2 separate regions of the Zea mays genome follow, and region 2 is linked to region 1. The links are chromatin contacts, called in public Hi-C maps. All regions are on one chromosome and are shown on one strand. The core of a region is the stretch at or near the end of the contact, and the rest is flanking DNA. Distances in the headings are between cores, read along the strand shown. Region 1 holds the start of LOC100502534 (PPR-814a). Region 2 holds the start of LOC103648122 (probable histone H2A).

Region 1 (3,506 bases), core at 189-2,688:
CAATCATCTGATTAAATTTTTCCATAGCATCATCCATCTTACCGATTCTGCAGAGGGCAGCAATCACTGTCGTATAGGTTACCACATCAGGTTTCACTCCATGGTCTCTCATTTCATTGAAGATGATCATAGCCTTATCTAGCATTCCACAGTTTGCATATGCCTTGATCAGCACATTAAAAGTACAAATGACAGGTGCAATACCGTCACCTAGCATCAAATCGAAGAGATCTGTCATATCAACTAGACATCCTTTAGTAGCGTACCCGTTGAGCATAATGGTGTAGGAGAAAACATTAGGATTTTGGCCCTTCATTGCCATTGTGTCAAAAACATCTCTAGCTTCCTTGATTTTTCCATACTTGCAAAGGGAACCCATCAACATGCTCAAAGTAACAACATCTGGTAAGATGCTGTGTCTTCTCATTTCTTTAAATACCCTAACTGCCTCCTTCCACTGTCCTGTGGAGGAGTATCCATATATCAAGTTATTATATGTCCAGTTATTTGGCAGAACACCTTTATTGACCATTTGTCGAAGGAAAGCCTCTGCCTTGTCCATTGCTCTTGCCTTACACAGGGCATGAACCACAGAGCTATAAGTCACAAAATCAGGTGGAATGCCCCGCTGTACCATTTCTTTGAATAGATCACATGCTTTATTTACGTCACCCTCCTTAAAGAAGCCGTCGATTACTGTACTGTAGGCAACCACGTCGGGCGAGCAGACAGCTCCCCCTTCAGCCATCATCCGTAGCAAATCATCTGCCTGGCCACTCTTTCCTTGGTCGCAGAGGCTCTTCAGAAGTATGCTGTACGAGAAAACATCGGGCACACAGCCCAACTCAGGCGTTCTGTGGAGAAGGATGTCCAAAGCCTCGTCTGTCCGCTTCGCTTCACAAAAGCCCTTGAGAAGGTGGTTAGCGATGATGATATTGACGCGCAAGCCTGTCCTGAGGAGCTGGCCGAAGAAGGCCAGCGCTAGCTCTGGGCGGTGCGCGCGGGTGCAGCAGTCCATGAGGATGGCGTAGGTGTGGGATGTGGGGGACAGCACCCGCGGTCCTTGAGCCCGAGACGCCGCGCGGTTGAAGAGCGCGACGGCGAGGGCAGGGCCACTCCTGCAGGCGGCGGAGGACGGCGCACGCGCGAGCGCCGCGAGGAAGCCGTTCAGATCGCGCTCGAGAACGGGCGTGCCTCGACGCTGCAACTCGTCGAGCAGGTCGTGTGCTTCCTCAGGGCGGAGCGTCCCCTCCCGCACGCGCGCCGTGGCGGCGGCGAGGCGGCGGCAGCGAGGAGGATGCGGCGGCGGCGAGGAGGAGGATGCGGCGGCGGTGGAGACGGCGGAGGAGATGCGGGCACATGACGGCATTGCCGCGCTGGGGGTGGGGGGATTTTTGGGCGTCCGGGTTCCTCCCTCCCTCGTTCCGTGCGTTGTTCGTACGGGGATCATTATCCAATTCCTGTTATAGACCTAACAAGCAGGCAGTCATGTTTTTGTGGTGTCCCCAAATATTCCCGCGAGGAGCAGATGCCTTTTGTTCGGTCCCGCTCGCCATCGTCCGTCCCATAGTTAAATTGTGATCAACGTGATCTTATCGCTCATTAGTCTTCAACCCCAATAACCCGGCTTCTTGTGTTCACCTATACTAGCACACACTAACTAATTAAGGCGGTGTTTGTTTGGATTTTTAATCTACCTAAATTATATAGTCCAATAATTTTTAAAATAACACTTAGGTCTAGTTTGGAAACCAAATTTTTCAAAGAAAATTAGTTCATTTTCCTTTAAAAAATAGAAATCTCATAGGAAAATAGAGTTCCCAAACTAACCCTTAGTTTAAAATATGGAGGAGATGAGAGGAGATGAGAGGAGGGCGCGGGTGGAGCCCACACGCGAGTGAGAGAGAGGGGTAAGCAGGGGGCGGCGGCTAGGGGAGGGAGTAGGGCGCGCGTGGCTTGCTTGTTGAGCCCCTAGTGGGCTTTAGGGTTAGGGTTTAGTTAGTTTTTTTTTAATTTCTTTTTCTAAATTCAAAATATATTTTTAAATAACCCTAAAATTCATAATAACTATACCAAAATTATTTATAAATAAAATATTTATTTTTGGACTAATAATTATTATATTATTTATTTGGATTTTTATTTAAGAAGAAATACTATTAAATATTCAAAAAAAACTTATGAGCAATAAAAAAATCATTCCGAATGTAAATAAATAACAAGCATTTAAAAGAAAATTTATTACCATAAATGTCATTAATAACTAAATGTATTGTTTTTATTTAATGATTTTTATGGTGTTACAAACCTACCCCTCTTAAAAGAATCTCGTCCTCGAGATTAAGGAAGGTTAGCACGAAAGCAAAGGAGATACATGGTTATTTGTAGGTTCTTAGTTCTCATTGAACTCTTCTAACATTAAGGAACTTCCTTACTACTTCGCTCCACAATGTATACTAATCAGGCAACCTTCATCATCGTACTTATAAAATGGTTGGTCTTCTGAATTATTGCTTAGGTCATGCTTGTCAGCTTTCTTTTCTAGTCGGTCTAGACACTTCTTGGGGCATTCGCGAATAACATGTCCTTCATTTTTGCAGTAGTAGCAAGCACCTCTTGCTTTGAGTTCTTTGCGAGTCAACTTTGCTTCACCAACAGGGGGTGAGGGTTGATTGGGTGTCTGTATCTTATATAGCTGAGTCTGACTTAATTCTTCTGTTTGGGTATCCATGTGTTTCTTGGCTTTTGCTTGTGGTTGAGGTGGACTAATCATGTATCCAAACATTTTTCTATTCCTTTTGTTGTTCTTCATTCCATTCATCGAATATCTCTGTGACTCATTTTTCTCGTTCATAGTTGTTAAGGTAGGAATATTGTCGTTGGCATCATTTACTTGATTTCCATTGGGGTTCATCATCTAGTCAGAGGGTAAAAGAGTTTAGTGAGACAGACTGCATAAGAGGCTTGTATGACATTAAGATAAAGTGTGAACACAACATTTTGATTTCCAATATAAGATTAGTTAAGGATGATTTCCGATTCCGCATAGCTTCATCATACTACAAGAGTGTACAAGTGTTATAATCCTTAACAGAGATCTTTTCAACTTTATAGATTTCAGAGCATGATATCCAAATCATCTTTCTGATCCAATAGTATTTCTTTGAGCACAAATTGAGAGAAAGACTTGAGCGGGACTTTAGGGCAACTAGAATAGAGCATCACATTGTTTGCATATAGCAGATGACACCATACTTTATTCTCTTATAAAGAGGCAAAACACAATAGGTGCGAGAGATTCTCCAAATTTATTCATATATCACTTAGCACAATTACAAATCATGAAAGGGGCAACACCTTGACATTTTTTTTCTTCGTGAGACATACTCCTTCTAGCTAAATGACATATTATTCTTCCTTGTCAGATGCACCAATCAGAGCTGGAGGTCGATTGTCTTCAACTACTATTCTTTCTCCAGATGGGGTTTCCAAACACATGGTTCTCT
Region 2 (3,731 bases), core at 275-2,774, 590 kb after region 1:
GGCATCGGTTTCGCCGAGGCGGGCGACGAGGAGGGAAGCGAGGTAGCCAGTTTTGCGTCAGAATCCTGAATCCGTATTTGAATTTGGATTGGAGTGTTCTCTGCAGCCATTCATGGTGATACATTGGAGCAGTAACCACAGCTCAGCTGTCTGAATCGACGGATGCCCTCTTCTGCACCTGATTAGGGTATTCACGGTGGTAGTTTCATATATATAACGTTTTAAATGATATGGAATAGTTTTAGATGATAAAGAATAATATTTAAGATAAATGAGTTTTATGGGATGAAATTGGTTTCACGTGAATGAAACCATGTCAACTCGTTTCCAAGGTTTTAAAAATCGTGTGAAAACTCCATTAAGGGTGATGTGTTTTATCTTCACATATTTTACTAATTTCTATTAACCGTTTAGTTGCAGTATTTAATTAGTATCATACAACACAGTTATCAGAGGACTTTTTAAAAACAGATGCTCTGATGAAGCAATCTTGCTTTTCAAAGAATTGCGTGCAATGAATGTTTAACACATAGATAACGTTCTTCGTCAATGGTAGAGTAAAAAGGGTGAGCTCTTTGACTGTTTATCGATTAAGTTCATGCACAGACCAATTCTCAATGCTGACCGGGATGATCAGCTGGGTTCAGCTGATGGATGAAAAGAACAACCATCCAAGGGAGCATGAAGCGGCGAGTGCCCGCCTCTATTTTTGAGAAATGTGTATGTATCAGCAGATTGACAACGCAACAAGAGCGAAGCCACCCACAAGAGGTTCATGGTACTACTTGGTTCTCAGGTTTTTTTCTCAGACTGCTTGCTCCTTCGTCATTCCTAGGCAGCCTTGTCGATGAGCTCCCTGTGGATGTGGGGGATGACGCCGCCGCCGGCGATAGTGGCCTTGATCAGGGTGTCCAGCTCCTCGTCCCCGCGGACCGCCAGCTGGAGGTGCCGCGGGGTGATGCGCTTCACCTTGAGGTCCCTGCACGCGTTCCCGGCCAGCTCCATGATCTCCGCCGTCAGGTACTTCAGGACGGCCGCCGCGTACACGGCCGCCGTCGCCCCCACCCGCTCGCCGGCCTGTGCGCTATCCTTCAGGTGGCGGTGGATGCGTTCCACAGGGAACTGCATGGAATTAATTCACAATATCAGCACGATTATAATCAGCTTAATTCACATAACAAACAACAGACATGGATTTTATATTTGGAACCAAGATATATAATATAACACTTCTGTAGCATATAATCTGAATGGACAGAAAGCACAGAAAGCACGCACAGAAAGCAGCACGCGCGCGTACGTCACGCCCAAGAACGAAACGAGCCCTCGTCGCGACAGGGGTGGGACGAAGCGGAGCTACGAGCAAAACAAGAACAAGCGAGCGGAGAAAGAGAGGGGGGCGGCGACATGGAGGCCGGCGCGCGCGGAGCGGTTGACCGGCGACTTCTTGTCCTTGTCCATGCCAGCCGCTATCTTCGCGGCGACCAGCGACTTCCCTCCTCCCTTCCCGGCCATGCTCCCGCGAACGCGCCTAGAAAACGACACGAAAACCCCGCAACGCGGCTGCTTCAAGAAAGCCGACAAAGAAAACGACCGGAGCTTTGCGAGAAACCGCGCGGAAGGACAGCGACGCGCAGGTTCCAGTAGGAGCTGGGCTAGGGGCTTACGGGATTCGAGCGCGACGAGCAAGCGATTGCTTGCGCGGGGCGGTTCTTGCCGGCGTTGGGGTTTTCCGTCTCCCGGGCAAGGGTTTATACGAGGAGACAGGAGAGAAACTAGAAAGCACACGGGGGGGGGTTCGATTTTTGTGCATTGGTGGTGTGCGCTTTTACTGGGCTGTGATAATTAGCAGGCCCAATTTGTCTCGCCCCCAAAACTTGTCATGGTGAGATATTGACTGGGCTAAATAAAAAGGCTCGCCAGGTGATCGCGTCTGGATATCATTCAGAACGTGGAGTTAAGCAGACAACAAAACAAACACTTCACAGCATCCCTACAAATGAGCGAGTCCATCATCTTCTCGCTCCTCACTTTTTATTTAGTTTGTGTAATAAATGAATTGATCCATCATCATCGCATTCCTCATAGTTAGTTAGTTAATACTAATATGAGAAATGAGGTCATCCCACCAAATTTGATGAATGGATTCATGATGCACCACCTTATTTTGGATGGAGTGATTCATCAAACCATGTGCAACTCCACAGCAACGGCTAATTGTCAGAACTAGCCGTTGGGAGTGCACAGCCGGCGCACCGGTGGCACATCGGACTATCTGCTGCGTCCGTGCGCAGCACAGTTGTGCAACGATTAGTTTTGGTGGGGTGGGGTATTTATACCCTCCACTAGCCATATTAAGTGTCTTGTCGCCTCTAACAACCTAGAATTTATTGCTAGAGCATTGCAAGTCCACGAAGCTTAGCGAGGTGATTAGCAAAATCATAATCACATGTTAGGACCTCATTAGTACGCATGAGAGCCACCTAGAGCACACATCGCATGCATTAGGCTTCTCTTGGTGAAGTGAAAGTTTATGGCTTATTACTCTTGTTGATCAGTATCACCTAGACGGCTTAGTGGCGATTGGAGTTCGGTGATCACCCCGGAGGATTTGTTGGTGACCCGACTCAATGGTTGTACGCGGTCGTAAGGGATCCACCGCACTGAAGAGGCAAATAATCATCTCATAGTGAGCATTTGGTTCTTGTGAGGACCAAGAGGGAGCAATATCCTTGCGCGGGTGCTTCAACGAGGACTACTGGAGAGCACCGACTCTTCGATACCTCAGAAAAAATTAGAGGAGTCTTCTTGTCCCTACTTTATTTTCCGCATTTACTTTGTATATTTGCTTTGCTAGTTGTCAGGTATCGTAATTAGGGGTATTTAGATTACGCCACTAAAACACACTTAACCCCAGGGGCTACCATTAGACACATTCCCCGAGGTCAAGAGAGTGTAAACCACGATTCGCCCGAGGCTCCGCTCAGCAGTCACTCAAAACTCCGCCTCGCCCGAGCCTGCCCTCGAACGAGGGACATACTCGGAGAAATTCTCGTCCCACCCGAGGTCCCCTCTCCACGAAATTGTCGTTTCCGCCTCGCCCGAACCCATCTCGGCGAGCAAGACAACCCCGAGCCAAGCCTCATCCCAAGGCCGCAGGGGGCATGAGCATTCAATGTGCATACCTACCCCACGCGATATCACAGGCGAACAGCAGCAACAAGACCGTGATCCTGTCCACTTTCACCAGCTACGATGGCGCGTGCCGAGAATAACGGTTACTGCCCCCCCACACACCGTCTGGACCTCGGGAAGAAACTACGCCTCGCCCGAGGCCGGTTTAGCCTCGGAACAAACTTCGCCTCGCCCGATCCTGGCATCGGCTTCCTGCCCTCCGCGAATCCCGCAGAAGGCCATTCCTTCAACTGTGTCATGCACAGTTGCGAGCCCCGGAGCAGGCTCAGCATCGGCCTCAGGAAAACTTCCGCCTCACCCGAGCATGGCTTCAGCCTCGATAATACCAACGAAGGAGCGTCCTACGTCACCAGAAACAGCAGAGCTGACGTATTACCAAGAGCTTTTCGCCATACTCACCACTGCTTCAACCACTATTACTGGGACAGTTTCCCCAACAGACAGGCTTGGGTACATGACCGAGCCCCGGCTCTGGCCTCAGCGCCCTACGTAGTTAAAGATGCAAATACAGGAACCAGACATCCCCTCACGGCATA

Evidence for each region. A called contact is a pair of places that touch in the nucleus more often than the background predicts.
Region 2: a Hi-C map of endosperm shows a contact between it and region 1, with 5 times the contacts expected there. The contact joins the promoter of LOC103648122 here to the promoter of LOC100502534 in region 1. A contact is called at or near these places in 3 of 25 Hi-C or Micro-C datasets (ear, endosperm and leaf).

The regions. Positions count from the first base shown.
Region 1 is chr2:233,497,694-233,501,199 of Zm-B73-REFERENCE-NAM-5.0, forward strand. LOC100502534 (PPR-814a) reads right to left here and starts at 1,439. Exons shown (of 1, transcript NM_001197009.2): 1 at 1-1,439. The coding sequence starts at 1,369.
Region 2 is chr2:234,089,760-234,093,490 of Zm-B73-REFERENCE-NAM-5.0, forward strand. LOC103648122 (probable histone H2A) reads right to left here and starts at 1,525. Exons shown (of 2, transcript XM_023301717.1): 1 at 1,408-1,525; 2 at 554-1,122. The coding sequence starts at 1,515. The coding sequence ends at 832.